Regions from separate parts of the Hordeum vulgare genome. Here region 2 is linked to region 1. Evidence: chromatin contacts called from public Hi-C data. All regions are on one chromosome and are shown on one strand. Each heading gives the region's core, a stretch centred on a gene start, on an enhancer-like site or on the middle of the called end of the contact. The rest is flanking DNA. Distances are from core to core; before and after follow the strand shown. Region 1 holds the start of LOC123412790 (protein trichome birefringence-like 19). Region 2 holds the start of LOC123412568 (heat shock factor-binding protein).

Evidence for each region. Hi-C and Micro-C count contacts between places; a contact is called where the count stands out from the background.
Region 2: a Hi-C map of leaf shows a contact between it and region 1, with 2.0 times the contacts expected there. The contact joins the promoter of LOC123412568 here to the promoter of LOC123412790 in region 1. A contact is called at or near these places in 2 of 6 Hi-C or Micro-C datasets (leaf and seedling).

What each region holds. Positions count from the first base shown.
Region 1 is chr7H:120,936,822-120,944,746 of MorexV3_pseudomolecules_assembly, forward strand. It overlaps LOC123412790 (protein trichome birefringence-like 19), which reads right to left and starts at 4,287. Exons shown (of 1, transcript XM_045105724.1): 1 at 2,750-4,287. The coding sequence starts at 4,172. The coding sequence ends at 2,940.
Region 2 is chr7H:121,225,697-121,233,621 of MorexV3_pseudomolecules_assembly, forward strand. It overlaps LOC123412568 (heat shock factor-binding protein), which reads left to right and starts at 5,301. Exons shown (of 5, transcript XM_045105518.1): 1 at 5,301-5,440; 2 at 5,944-5,997; 3 at 6,092-6,115; 4 at 6,198-6,240; 5 at 6,757-7,096. The coding sequence starts at 5,405. The coding sequence ends at 6,890. LOC123412567 (importin-9) reads right to left here. Exons shown (of 33, transcript XM_045105517.1): 33 at 7,733-7,925.

The DNA of each region.
Region 1 (7,925 bases), core at 3,037-5,536:
GAAGGACATGAAGGGGTCCAACACTTGATCATATGCATCATGGCTAGTTAGGCGCATAAACGGTAGCACTAGGTTGCAAGCAACACAATAGTTATGTTTATATTTTTGTTTTTACTTCCTGTTTGTGTGTGATCACATGATTGTTTCCTCTATAATGATCGTGTTTTTGAGTTTACATTAGTGTTTGTAACATGTCAATTCTTCCGGATGATTTGGATAATAGTAGAATTGATGTGGTTCAAAAATAGAAACTTTAGCGTCCAATGCATAATTTCTTTGACTTTACTGGAACGTCTTTTTGATCTGAAATTTTTATAAAATATTTATATACAATTCCACAGTTCTTCCTAATTTTTCAAAAAAAATTGGAGTTATATAAGTATGGTACTTAACTATACCTTTAGAGATTGTTCTCTTTTTGACATATTGTGTTTTTTGCTTGCATAGTTTGCTTGTTTTGATGATGCTATGAATTTATCGGCGGCGGGAAGGGGGGGTATAAGTCATAGAAAAGTTAGAATACATTACCTTATACAATAATAAAATATTAATCAATTTATAATAGTACTTAAAGTATTTGATATGTTTATTATACTAAGGATCTCACGAAGTTTCTATTGAGTTTTTGTGTGCTTAAGTTTTCAAGTTTTTGGTGTTATCATGGTGGACGAAGGAATAAGGAGCGACGCGAGCCTAAGATTGAGGATGCCCAGGGAACCCCAAGGTAATATACTAGGAAGACTCAAGCGTCTAAGCTTGGGGATGGCCCGAAAGGCATCCCCTCTTTTGTCTCAATCCATCGGTATGTCACCTTGAACTATATTTTTATTCATCACATGATATGAGTTTTTCTTGGAGCGTTGTCTGCTATATTTTAATTTTTGTTTTTATTTTTCCAAAATCATTGTTCTCTGGATACACCCACTTGAGAGAGAGACACGATCACCATGATTTATTAGAATACTCTTTGTGCTTCACTTATATCTTTTGAGCTTAGCAGTTGCTCTAGTAATTCACTTATATCTTTTAGAGAATGATGGCGTATAGATTTTATAGAAATAATTGCGCTCTTGTTCTTCACTTATACTTGTTTGACAGTTAATAAACAACGATGATAGTTTGCATGGGTTATAAGACTAGTTCAAAAATAATAGGTATTCAATGAGTGCATAATCAAAACCACATGTAGCACATAAAAGAGGAATCATGGTTAATGATATTAATGTGGTAATGTGAGAAATCATGAGTGGATGATCATTGGTTAATATAGGTATCGTGAATTAGAGGTGTTAACTTGCTGTTCATCCAAATATTTTTATGGCATGGTGATGATGTGTGAGCATACTTATTCCTCGTTGAAATTCTAGTGTTGTTTAAGTCAAGGGCGCGCGATGGTTAACTCCTACCAACCTCCTCCATAGGGACATGCGAGTAGTGCTTTTCTTTGAGAGAGCTAATAAAATCTTGCAATAAGTATGTGAGTTTTTCATGACTAATGTGAATCCATGGATATACGCACTCTCACGTCCACATATTTGCTAGCCTCTTCGGTACCGCGCATTGCCCATTCTCACCTCAAGGATCGGTGCAACTTTAGCCGGTGCATCCAAACCCCGTGACATGATACGCCCTGTTGCACATAAGCATCATTATATCTTCCTCAAAACAGCTACCATACCTACCTATCATGGCATTTTCATAGCCATTCCGAGATATATTGTCATGCAACTTCCATCGTCACTTCATATGACTTATACTTACATTGTCATATTTCCTTGCATGATCATATAAACTGACATAGTATTTGTGGCAAAGCCACCGTTCATCATTGTTAAACATGTTATGCTCGTGCTAAGGCCCCATAAGACCAACGCACCAGATCAACAAGTGTCACTGATGAAGAGAAGCCCAGGTGAGAAGGATCCAACGTGTAAACACATGAACGTAGACAAACAAAGAACAGATCTGAGTATCCACAAGACAACCCCCGATTAAATCATGTGATAATGCTAGACACACCATCGGGGGCGGGGAGAACCTTCTTTCATATTCAAAAACCGCCACCATCTTTCCTTTGTAAGAAGGACATAAACCCTAACCAAACTCAAATAAACATTTAAAAATGAAGCCTCCAATCGACGAGGACCGAGATTCATCACGCCCCTATGGCCCTAAGGCCACATGAGACAAGGCAGTTGAGCAGCGTTGCCGACAAGAGGCACAAACCTTGGTCACTTTGTTTGCTTGAGAGAGGATGAACGAAGGGGTTGGTTCAACCTTTTTCCTTTTTCTGAGCATCATTTTTTGAAGTATTGTTGCTTCAACTAAAAAGGATTAACTTACATCGAATATCCAATTCGAATCCTAGGTTCATCTGCATCCGGTAAACAGTAAATTTAAAAACAATGCTATAAATTTTCAAAAAAAATCAAGGAGCATATTTAAGTGTGGGAGGTGTATGTCAAATTTCAAAGCATTTGAAAATCTAAATAGCTCTCAGCAAAAAAAGTCAAACTATACATAAATAGTAAAGTCTTCATAGACCCTAAATTTATTTATTTATTCCTAAGAGCTACTCACTTATAAAAATGCCCTGAAATTTGACACGGAAATCATGCACTAAGCCATCTTTCTCCCAAAAAATAGATTTTTTAAAATTTATTTAGTATTTCTTACTATTTGTTTTCACTGCCGGACTCATCTGAGAGCCCGGGAACCAAAGCAACGTTCCCTTTTTTTGTGTACATAAAATAATTTTCCAATATTACCAGCTGCTTGAGAATGAATAGTTGGAAGTACATATTCAGGCCATCAAATTACCAAGCTACCAAATTATATATATATAGTAGTAAGAAGAAGAAGAAGTAGTACTTTACTCCCTCCGTATATATATATAGTGAACTAAACGCCTTATATATTTTTTACCGAAGGAGTACTGGTTAACCGAGCAGCATGTGAAGCAGCATGTCATTGCACGCGTCCATGGCGCCGGGCAGGCACCAGTGTAGGCAGTCCCGGGACACCCTAAACTTCTCCGGCTCCCACATCCGGTACTTGCTCGGGTGGGCGTCCGGCCGCAGCGCCATGGCCTCCGTCACGTCCATCAGCAGCATCCGCACCCCTTTCCCTCTCGCCGCAGCCTCTGCCGCCGCGAACTCCTCCACCTGTATCCGGCGCATCTCCTTCTGCTCCTCGTCCATCTCCCACTCGCCGCGCTGGAGCGGCCGTGTCCGAACGCAGTCGCCGTCCTCGTTCCTCGTCCCGTTCTCGTAGTGCGACGGCGAGATCGTTCGCACGATGACCGTCCTGGAGCGGCCGCCCGGCGCGCCGACGGCCGAGCGCAGCGCGCTCCGGAACGCCAGCCGCAGTGAGTACCGGAGCGTGAGGTCGGTGACGTTGGGCACGAGGCAGCCGCTGCACCCGACAAGGCGGCCGCGCTCGTAGAACACGGCCGGCCGGTAGAACCAGCTGCCGGCGGAGACGACGATGTAGTCGAACATGCCGGCGTGGGCCGCCCATCCAGCGTCCGGCTCGTCCAGGTGGAGGCTCCACAGGCCCGCCCCGCTACGCGTCGGGCCGTCCCGGTCGGTCTCGACGGCCCGGACGAGGAACGGCGACCAGAAGTCGGCGACGGCGAAGCCGTGGCGCTCGTAGCGGTAGACGTATCCCGCTTTGGTCCACGGCGCGGGCCGCTCGGTCCGCGCCAGGAGGCACACGAGCGAGTGCATCTGGTTCCTGGCGAGCGAGTCGCCGACGAACGCCACGGATTTCCCCCTCATGGCGCCGAGGAACCGCGCCGCGTCGAAGCGCGGCAGCTCGCACTCGTCCGGCCGCCACCGCCACCGGATGAACCCGAGGTCCGGCTTGCCGTAGCGCATGCAGTCGTAGTGGCCGTGGATCACGGGGCACGTCTCGTTGGTGTACCGCGGCGCGCCCGGGTCCCGCACCCACTCGCCCTTGAATATGTCGCAGGACCGGTCGACGCCCCGTCCATGGCCCGTCGTGCTCGTGAGCAACGGCGGCATTAGCGGCACGCGGCCGGGCAGGCCCGTCGCCGCGAGGACTACAAGGCACGCCGTGAGGACGGCGGCGGGGAACATATAGTGCCAGTGACGCCTGCAATGGGCAATCGATGGTAGCTTAACCACATGAAACTTCATCGGTGTTAACATCTATCCCAACGAACTACGGATCATGAGCGCTGTGTTTATGAATGAGCATATTTATACGGATTCTTTTTTTTTTCTGCTTCATGAACATTCAGTAGTGTCAGGTGGAAGTAGCATGTCGACGTGATACCATTGAAGACGATCGAAGAAGGTGGTGACTAGTTAGCGTTGGGCGGTACGTAATTAGTATGCAGCTTACACTTGTGATGGTGGATTCCACGTGACCTCTAGTGCTAAACAGGTGCGCCTGTACGAGGCCATGAGCACTTTCCGAGCTGTAAACAGAGCTAGCGGTAGAGCTCCAAACTGACCTTGAGTGCTAAACAGGCGTGTCGAGATTTACGGACTGAACGGTAGTCACCCACCATTCCAGACATTCGAGAATGAGCATTTTATTTCCAGATCTGTCACGTACTCTCCAGGAAACCTACTCTCCAACGCTATGGTTGTGACAACTGACAATCTTAGAGCAAATAACGCTGACCCATAAAACGTATTTACAGTTCATGAAAAACGATTTTACAGACGGGTGTGGGCGAGCGTAGAGTCGCACCCTGTAAAATAAACCTATAAAAAAAATATCCGTAGAAGATGCTCTTTTACGGATCGACTCGAGCTATGACGGAACAGACCCCTTAAACTTAAACTGTAAATCGAATTTCGTTTATATTTTCCCCTGCATCTTCTTCTTCCTCTCGTCTGTGTCCATGATCAACTAAATTTGTTTCTAAATACGGAGTCATCGATTCCTGAATCCATCCAGGAGCTAGCTCCTTCGTCTAGGAATCCATCGAGGGGCTAGCTAGCTAGCTGGCTCCTCCGTCCAGGAATCCATCCAGGGCTAGCTAGCTAGCTAGCTCCTCCGTCCACGAATCCATCCAGGGCTAGCTAGCTAGCTAGCTCCTCCGTCCACGAATCCAGAAGCTATCTAACTAGCTATGGTGTCCACGAATCCATCGAGGAGCTAGCTAGCAGGTCGTGGGATCCATCCAGGAGCTCGAAGCTAGATAGCTAGCTTCCGCCACCGACGCCGAATCCGGCCAGGACGAGCAGGGCGGCCGTCAGGACGAACGGGGTGGCGTTAGGCGCCGGTGGCCGGTGTTCGGGGACGTCCGGGGTTGCGTACGGTGGACGTGGACAGCGGATGCAGAAGTTTCCATGGTAGTTGGGCTCCCGCTAACTGCTTTCTCTCCATGGAAGGCATCGTAGAAGCGGATGCGAAAATTGTGTTTTCGCAGATCGGGAAGAGCTTTTTACCGCGCCCCGTAAAAATATTTACGGGTCCGACGCATTTGCAGGGTCTGATTGGGCAACTTTTTTCACGCAGACCTGTATTTTGACGGTTATTGTGCGGGTTGGGACATTATACGGGTTCTGCTACAAATGCACTTAGGGTATGTTTGGGACTGCTCCACTTCATCAAAATCACCTTCACTTTTTGGTTTTTATCTAGCTTCAGATTGAAAAATAAAAAAATTGATGAAAAGAATCTATTTGATTGGTTAAAGAGGGAGAAATGAAGGGGTATCCATTAACCGGTGGCGGTTGTGGGTAATTCTTCCCCAACTCCAGCTTCTAGAGTTTTTTGAAACACTCTCTAAAGAGCTTCATAAAAACTTTAATTTGTACAGCAGAATCTATTTTTTTATACGGAGCGGTATATCGTGAAGCTATCCTGTTCGGTTTTTTTCTTTTTAAGCGAGACTGAATTTTAAAGAGAGAGCAATCCCAAATAGGGTTTTATTCTAGGCCATTAGCGTAGCATAGTTCTTGTTCAACTCCAGTAGCATAATTGTCCAACTCCAACTCACCCCACTCGCTAATAATGTTAACTTCGATGCGACGGTCTAAATAGACAACGGATTTGACCTGTATTTTATTCATTTAGATCCGCAAGGCAAGCGAAGTTGTCTTGTTTTGTTCGACGGGCCGTAAATGCGCCCAATGCGGTCAACACATACCATATTTGTGGGAAAATTCTATTTGTCGCTCACTGCATCGAATTGCCAACACTTCGCATAGGGGGGGACGGACGCAAGGAACGCGTATGGGTCGGCCTATTCCAGCATTACCTAGCCAGTTCTGGGAATATTCTAGACTTTTCCCACCGGTATTTTTTGATTTTGGAAACTTTCTAGAAGATTTCCTGAACTGATTTTTCTTTTTTTTTCTTTTTTCTTTATTCAATTTTCTTTTTTTATGTTACTTTTTGAAAAAAATTCTGGAATTTTGAAAAATGTTCCTGAAATTGAAAAAATGTTCCGAAATTTAATAAAATGTTCCGGAATTCGGAAAAATGTTCTTAAATAGGTTAGCGATACAATATTGTTCATATGTAGTCACACGATCTGGTGGCTATCAGCGCTTGTGGTGGAAGACCAAGTTGTTGGTTCGATTCCTCTCGGTGCTTCAATTTCGTTTTTGTGATTTTTAGGTTACAGACACACTTCGCAGCGCGTTTTAGTGGGCCGGCACAGCTGCACGCCATCTCTGTGCGTCGCGGCGGCTTCTCGCCGCAAAATGCGGCACATAGGAGGTCCCAGATTTGTGGGCAGACATAGGATTCAAAAACTATATATAAAAGGGTCTGACTTTCTCATATCTGTATATTATCTCACATCTAACCCAGTTTATGGCCCTGTCGTAATTATTTTATTTTGGTTTAATAGTCTAGCCCAGTTTCTACGGCCACGTTCAACTGTCCAGCCATAGGCAAGACCTAGCACAAAAAGTCAGAAAAGAAATAGACTGCGGCAAACTACTCCGTTTATCAAGAAAATATGAGAATGTTTAAATTATTAGTTTAATGATCTAAATGCTTTTATATTTGTTTACAAAGGGAATACAAATCATCGACTCCTGAACAGGTCCTTATATCCACTAGCACATACATATGTTGGTGACAAATAGTCAACGAGAAAATTTTAAGAACTCGTTGTAGCGTCGGGTTTGAAAGCTTTCTTAAACAACTATTGAAAAATTGGAAACAATTTTAAAATGTCGATTTTTTTCAAACACAAAGAATTTTTGGAACTCCAGAATTTTTTGAATAGTGTGAACAATAGTTGTAACTCTGTAGTTGCAGAAAAAACCTAAAATCACGAACTATTTTCAAAATCCTGAACTGTCTTTAAATATTTGATTTAAAAAAAAGAGAAAAACTCTAAAAACACAAAACAACCCCCAAAACAACGAAAAAAAATTAGAAACTGAAACATTTTTTAAATGCCTGAACATTGTTTAAATACAATAAATTTTCTAATTAAATATGAAAAAATTCTGAATTTCTGAACAATTCTGGACACTCGGAACATTTTCCAAAATCATGAGTATTTTATGAAAACGCTTATATTTTTTGCTTTCCCGAACAATTCATAAAAAAGGAACATTGTTTGAAATACCTGAACTTATTGTGAAGAAAGAATAATATGTTTTAAGCTTGCGGACGTTTTTTAAAAGCAGAACCTATTATCATGTTTTCATACATTTTTTGAAAAGCCCAAACAATTTCTGGAAAACCAAAGAATTTTCAAATTCTCAACAGTTTTTTAAAATACAAACATTTTGGAAAACAATGATTTTACTAAAAAGAAAAATAGATAAAAATTATACGAAAAGTAAAATAAATAAAATTCTTTATTTTGGAAAAAATATTAAAATGAGAGGAAAGCCTCTTAACAAAATTCAAATTCTCGATGTTTTTCTTAATTTGAAAATGACAACATCTTTTGAATTTTTTAACTATTTCTGAAAATG
Region 2 (7,925 bases), core at 4,051-6,550, 290 kb after region 1:
ATCAAGAAAGGTGGTCCCTCTTGAGGAGGAAAATGTCATCATCATTTATCTCAAGTGGACTATGCACAAGGCAAAGGTTTGTCCTTGATAGGTTTTCTATTTTACTGGTCTCAATGTGTTAGTTGGGAGACCAGGTTATAGGATAGACTACCGTACTATCAAGGGGGGCTCACAAGTGAGTAGCTTGATCATATCGTTCATTTAGAGCTCAAACCATTTGCATCCTTGCATCATCTTTATTGGTTCTTGTTTGGTGTTTCTCTTTGTGACTTGTACAACTTATGGTCATCTTCATGACAAGCTTGAGTTCATCAAAAATGGAGTCCATACGCATCTTTTATGATGTTTTCGATGTTGGAGTTTTTGTCAGTTCTTCGTTCATAGAGGTTTCACATCTCTATATCATTGGCATTTTCCTACTAGCCCTTCTTATTATAACCATTCAGTGTTCGGATAGTACTTGTCATTTGCTATCCAACAAGCTTGAGTTTGCTCAATTCGGAGCTCGTATGTGAAAGTTATGGTTGTTTTTGTCTTACTTGTTTTACACTGAGAGGTTGTACTAGTCGACCGGTACAACCGGTGTTTGGAGCTGTTATACCACTCCAGACTTGGTCCAATGGTTGTACCGGTCATGTACCGCTCTACCATCGGACTGGGTTCTGTTGTGGAGTAGTTCTTGGGCGGCTGTGGGGTGGTTGTACTGCTGTTATGTTATTCTGCACATAAGGTGCAGATTCGCGGAGACCTATTTAAGGGGGTCTTATTCCCCAATGGTTCTTATCTTTTGAGATCGTTGTTGCTTCCCATTGTTGACCTTCTTTGAGCTTTCTAACTCTCAATCCCTTCAATGATTCTTCCTAGTTTTTGAGGGAATAGAGAGAGGAGATCTAGATCCACATTTCCACCAATCACTTTCTCCTCTTTGTGAAGGGAACCCCTTGGATCTAGATCTTGGATTTCTTCATGTTCTTCTTTGTTCTTCCCCTTATTTTCTTCCATAGCATGAGTTGTTGTGGTGGGATTTAAGATAGAAGGACTAGGGCACTCTGTGTGCCCTTGTCATTGCATTTGCTGCATCGGTTTGAGTTTTCCACGATTATACGTGAATGTGAAGTTTGAGAAGATTATTACTCTTGGGTGTTTGGGCACCCTAGAGCTTGTGCCTCTTGGGTGCTTTGGCACCCTTAATGGTTGGTGGTTCCTTGGAGATCAATCATTGTGGTGTAAAGCTTTGGGCAAGCGTTGGGGTCTCCAATTAGGTTGTGGAGATTGCACTAAGCATTTAAGGTCACCTCTGAGCCACAATCCATTATGGTAAAGCTTCGTGATGTTGTTGGGAGCCTCCAATTAAGTTGTGGGGATTGTACCAACATTGTTTGTACGGGTTCGGTGACAGCTCTCAAGGGTCATTTAGTGGAATCATGACATCTTGCATTGTGCGAGGGCGTGGGGAGATTACGGTGGCCCTACTGGCTTCTTGGGGAGCATTGTGCTTCCACACCGCTCCAAACGGAGATTAGCATATGCAAGGGCGTGAACTTCAGGATACACATCGTCTCCGTGTGCCTTGGTTATCTCTTACCCGAGCCCTTTACTTATGCATTTTTCTTTGTGATAGCCATATTGTTTTATGTTATATATCTTGCTATCACTTAGTTTTGTATCTTGCTTAGCATAAGTTGTTGGTGCACATAGGTGAGCCCAGTTGTTTTAGGTTTTGTGCTTCACTAATTAAACATTAGCTTTATTGCGCATTTGTTCAAGCCTAAACCGTAATTATTTTAAAGTGCCTATTTACCCCCCCCCCTCTAGGCGACATCCACGTCCTTTCAGCTGCTCTGACTGAACTACCACACTTTTTTCTGTCGCATTGGGTTGGGTTTCTTTGACCGGACTAAGCAGTAGTACCGCTCCCCCAAGCGGTAGTACCGCTAGAGCATGACTAGTGGGCATAACGGTTGGATTCGATGGGGGCTATTTAAGGGGGTCTTCTTCCCCAATGGTTCTTATCGTTCAAGCTTGTGTTTGCCCTGCATTGTTGACCTTATTTGAGCTTTCTATCTCTCGATCCCTCCAATGATTCTTGCTAGTTTTTGAGGGAAAAGAAAGAGGAGATCTATATCTACATTTTCACCTATCCATCTCTCCTCTAAGTGAGGGGGGCCCTTTGGATATAGATCTTGGAGTTTTTTCTTTTCTCTTTCTTGTTCTTCCTTTCATATTCATCCATGCTTGTGTTGCTTTGGTGGGACTTGACAGTGAGGGACTTGGGCACTCCGTGTGCCCTTCCCGTTGCATTTGGTGCATCTGTTTGTGTTCTCCATGGTGATACGTGGGAGTGAAAGTTGAGAAGCTTATTACTCTTGGCTGTTTGGGCACCCTGGAGCTTGTTCCTCCTGGGTACTTTGGTGCCCTAGAAGGTTGGTGTTGGCGAAGCTCAGTCTTGTGGTGTAAAGCTTCGGACAAGCTTCACGAGACTCTAATTAAGTTGTGGAGAATGCCCCGAGCAACTTGTACTGGTTCGGTGATTGCCCCAAGTGTTGCCAATTATACAGGTTCAATGACCGCCCTCAAGGTTCCCTTAGTGGAATCACGTCATTTTGCACTGCGCAAGGGCGTGAGGAGATTACGTGGGGAGCATTGTGCCTCCACACCGTTCCAAGCGGATATTAGCATCCACAAGGATGTGAACTTCGGGATGCATCGTCGTCTTCGCGTGCCTCCGTTATCTCTTACTCGAGCCATTTACTTTGTTATAGCCATGGTGTTACATGTTATATATCTTGCTATCACTTAGTTGTTTATCTTGCGTAGCATAAGTTGTTGATGCACATAGGTGAGCCTAGTCAATTTAGGTTTTGTTCTTGATAAATTAAACGCTATTTTTATTCCGCATTTGTTCAAGCCTAAACTGAAATTATTTTAAAGCGCATATTCACCCCCTCTATGTAACATCCATGATCTTTCAACCATGGATTCCAAGGGGCTCACCGTTCTGTTCTATAATACCTAAGCGTCAGTATAGACTGGACAGGGTGTATGATTTTTTTAATATAAATGGTACATGGAACTATGATCTTTCGAATCATTATTTCTACACAGCAGATGTGTTGGCCATCCGTCAAATACAAACATCTCCTAGGCAGCAGGAGAATATTATGGCATGGCAACCTGATCCTAAAGGTATTTTTAGTGTTCTTTCCGCTTATAAACTTGATATGGGGATCATGAAGCCTTGTTCATGGCAGATGCATCTAGTTCCTATCATGATGACCGTTGAAAGCTTTAGGATTAAATTTGGCATGTGTCGGTTCCCCGTCGGATGTGTGTTAATGCATGGAAGGTGGTGTCAAGGGATTTAGCCACGCTAAAGTGTAAACAAAGGAGGTATCTAGCGCAATGCACAATGTGCATGATCTACGGAAAGGAAGAAGAAGACGCATAACATGCTCTTGTTACATGTGATCACATGGTTTTCTTTGGGATTCGATGAATAAAGTGTGGCATATTCCCAAGAAAGATAAAGTGTTTGCACACACGACATGAATGGTTGTTAAGTGACTTGTCATCGTATTATTTGGATGTTCATGACATGCTCTTCATGCTCATTTGGAGAATATGGAACCTGCAAAATGATTTGATGTAAGGGAAAGAAGTTCCGCCAGTTGAAGATCAAAGGAAGTATTCTGGCTATCTTAGCTCGATTTCTAACATCGATAATCTATTTATAAAGGGAAATATAAAAGGCAAATATCTCCTGGTGAAACAGGCCCGACATAGTTGCAACTTGCAAGGTCGCCACCGTGGGCTCCCCCCCCCCCCCCCCGGATGCCACAGCCGACGGACTGGTTGGCACTTTTGGTCAACGACTTTTTTAACCCAGAAAATGGTTCGACATGGGCGGGTATTATCTTCTGGAACAACATAGAGAGTTGGTATGTGCTGCTTGACAAGTGATCTTCTTCAGCAACAACTAGATCGGGATCGCGCCTTGGCGCGAGGGTGCCGGTCCCAACATTTTGGTCAAGTACGTAATTCTAAGTTAGTAAGAATCCAGATTTAGCATCGAGTTCATTGCGCTCATAAGACCACGAAAGATAGCCACTCGACATAAAGTTCGATATCAAAAGTGTAGCTATTCGACATGAAGTTTGATGCCAAAAGTGTGAATATAAGAGAGGGGGTAATAAGAGTGAGAACATAGTAAATGAGAGACAACTACACAACCATAGCTACTAAGCATACTAATGAGTGGCTTCATTCAACTAACTTGTCGATCAACTTCATAAGCGTCACTTCACACTAGTAAGTGGCTTGCCGGTGTCGGGTCCTAAGAATTATGCCTAAACATGTATGCCAAGTAGGCAAGCTTAAAATGTTTGGTTGCCCCTAATAAATCAGAATGATTTAACATGATTAAGTGCAGCAGGGCACAAAGTTCAATACAGGATAAAGAATTTAGCCTAATTAAGAGCAACGTGGCATATAGTTTAGTGCTAATGAGTTTCAGAAGCAGACATGCAGACATTGTAAGATCTATTCGAGGTAAGAAGTGTGGCTTGCAACACCCTTGTCGGGTGCAATGATATCCAACCCGGTGACAAAGCAATCGGTTCAATGCAAGAAAAATACAGTAAAAGCATTGTATTGCCTTTATAAATAACATAATTATGTCCAGTACAAAGGATTTAGTTGAATCAACACCAAAGGGCAAGGCAACCACTCATACCAAAAGCATGGTAGCATTTTGATTCAAAAGTAAACCATGATGATAGATCGTCACTAAGCAAATATGATAGTTGAGTCGTTATATATTGTCCAACACTTTGCTCGCGATACCGCAATATTGTCAATTTAATTAAGCAGGTTAAGAACTTTTTAATGGTTACTACTCTCTCTATACCTAAATAATTATAGTTGAAAAGAATTAGATTAGTTTCTTTAACTATAATTATTTAGATACACAGAAAATAGTTATTAAATAATTTAAACTATGAAGCTAGCAAGAAATTAAAATAGGATAGCATATTGTCTGGCTCATTATGCTGGCACGGACCGCATCATCACTTGTTGGTTGCAACGAGGGCTGGTCTTCATCTCCGATCTTGTATTGGCCGATTGTAACCCTGTTGGAGTTGAATAAAACTCCTTGAAACTCGCAAAAAGGAAAAACAAACCGCAGGTGGGCCGTGGGTTGAAGCAGCTAAGCCCCCAAACGACTTCATTTAGCCTCGCCCAACCTTTTGCAGGCCGGCCGCGGGCCGAAGCCTTCTCGATCAACCGAGGAGGTCCACTATCTCGCTCTTCGTCGCAATCCTCACATTCTTACCGAGAATCCCCAAACCCCAACCCCGACTGACGACGAGTGGATCTGTTCCGGCGCCTCCTCCCGCCGTCGACCATGGCGTCTTCCAACTCCGGCGGCATCCCCATCAAGGTCAGTGACTCCCCCTTCCTCCCCTCTCACCCACGACCCTCGAGGCCACGAGCGCGGTTTGAGGATTTAGCGGCGAGCCGGGTCGGGTTCCTGTGGATCGCCCGAAGAAGAGGCTGGTGTTTGTCTATCTCCACCGGTTCTTCAGGGAATTTCCTTGCTTCGAACTGTATGATTGCTCTAGCGCTTGCAATTTTGCCGGCCTTCTGGAGCTTCCGCTTCCTAGCCGCTTTGTAGAGGTTATTATGGGGTAGCCTCCGTTTTGGGGGAAATAGGTTTACTTTGAGTGAACAATGGGAAACGGCCCGCCGCAGTCATCTCGTCTAACAAGGTTCAAATTTGTGCGGCGTCATGCAGGACAGTTATAATCACTTGTGATTGGACGCCTCTGAATTTGTGATGCCTGTGGTCTTTGGCAGTATTCCTCTGGTCCATTTCATGGCCGTATAAGGTTAAGCAGGTTTATAGCGAGTTTGTTCATTCAATATGTGCTTTGTCAATTGCAGGCCGAACAGGATTCGGACGGCTCCGCCCAGAGCACCGCTGATATGACTGCTTTTGTATGTATTTTCTTTTCTTACTTTTGAGTTCACATAGATTGTAAATTTGAGTCGTGTTTCTTGCTCATCTTTGGCTCTTGCCCACTGCTTGCAGGTGCAAAATCTTCTAGTTCAGATGGTAAGCTCTTACTTTTGTTTACAGTGCACTTTGTGTGTAAGTCCACCTACTTTTCTCTTACTGAATCTGATTTCCTTTGCAGCAAACCAGGTTCCAGACCATGTCAGAGAACATCATTACAAAGAATATCCTTATAAATCAGTTCATTTCTGCATTTTATTTTATTTTTATTTCATTCAGTTTCCGGTCACAGTTTTTTTTGTAGATAATGAATTTTCAATCACAGGTGAACAGTTGACAAATATACTCATGTTCTACTAGATCGTCCATTTGTAAAGGGAAGTTATAGTGCAAATGCATGACCCGGATTCCCGTAGTAGCTGAGAATCTTTAAAATTTGTGAATTTCATTAGGGGGGTAGTCCATGTGCAAGTTTTCAAACCCTTGCAGACTGCAATCTTCTTTCTTTGGTGTTCCTTAACTTCTTAAAAGTATTGAACAAGCGCTCGTATCGTTTGCTTAGAGTGACACTAGGGAATAATGGTACTAGTTTTGAATAATGTCATCTTTGGTATAGCATTCACACCATTTACATCCCTTTGAAATGTTCACTTTTCGAGCACTTGCTGGTATGAGCAACAAGATATTATTGTCTACATATGCCTTCCTTCTTTTGTGTATAATCCTTAACCAGTACTTACTAGATGAAATGGGTGCAAGAATCGATGAATTGGAGCTGAGCATCAACGACCTCAAGGCTGAAATGGGCAGCGATGGTATGACCCCTACTAAAGTGAAGGACGAAGAATCAAAGCCAGCAGACAGCTCTTCATGAGTGAAGCAGCAGAAATAGCAGAAGCGAGTCATATTAGTCTTGGTTCCATGTTGATATCATCAACCTTCATTACTAACTTATGCATGTTATGAGATGTTATTCGCACTGTTATATGCATTTGAGGTATACAGTAACTGTCATGAGAGATTTCTCTTAACGTGTTGATGCTTGCTGAGTGGATTGCTATAAATTTTAGTTCCCAGAAATGGTCTAAAAAAATGTGGCACTCATATCTTTTTTTTATGGACCAAACTAGTGTGGCAATCATTTTATTTGAAAGAGCTATTAATGGCCTTGCAGCAAAATTTAACTATGCTCTGAGCTATGGGGTGCAGAACAAGCATGGCAGAGTTTAAGCGGCATTTATCACACTTTCACTTTGCCCTTGGGGCCATCATAGTTGTTAGTCGGGTGATATTTTTACATTCTTCAGGTGTCTCATACATAGAATAGAAAATCCCTGCAAAAATATTGTTTATCCAACATTGTTTCTATTGTTGCATCATTTCAACCACGCATGCACAACAAAAAAATCTTGGGTATGCAATAAATCTACATTTGTTGAAACAACAGCATAAAAATTGGTTAACAACACACCATGAAAATAACAAAAACATGAAGAGATGGAGACATTTGGAACACAAATTGAAAACTGAATTGTTGCAACAAAGCGTGCCTTCACAGACCCAACAACACCATACATATTACCCCCGGTCCTGATGTTTTACCAGTCTTTAACCACTGCCACGTTCATGTTTTCCTCAACACTAACGAGGGTCATACGTACAGTAGTATCAAAAAACACAGGTCATACATGATCATCACGAGCAATTGAGAGCAGCTCAAGCAACACCATTAATTAGCCAAATGGGAGATCAACTCAACTTCATTGGCGTTAACAGGTGGGACACGACCAAATAAATCTTCCCATCATTCTTTCAAGAAGCGAACATGGGTATAAATTAAAGAAAACACACCATCCAATACAACAAAGGCATAAACGAATAGCCATATTTTGCACGCTAACAAAACCTC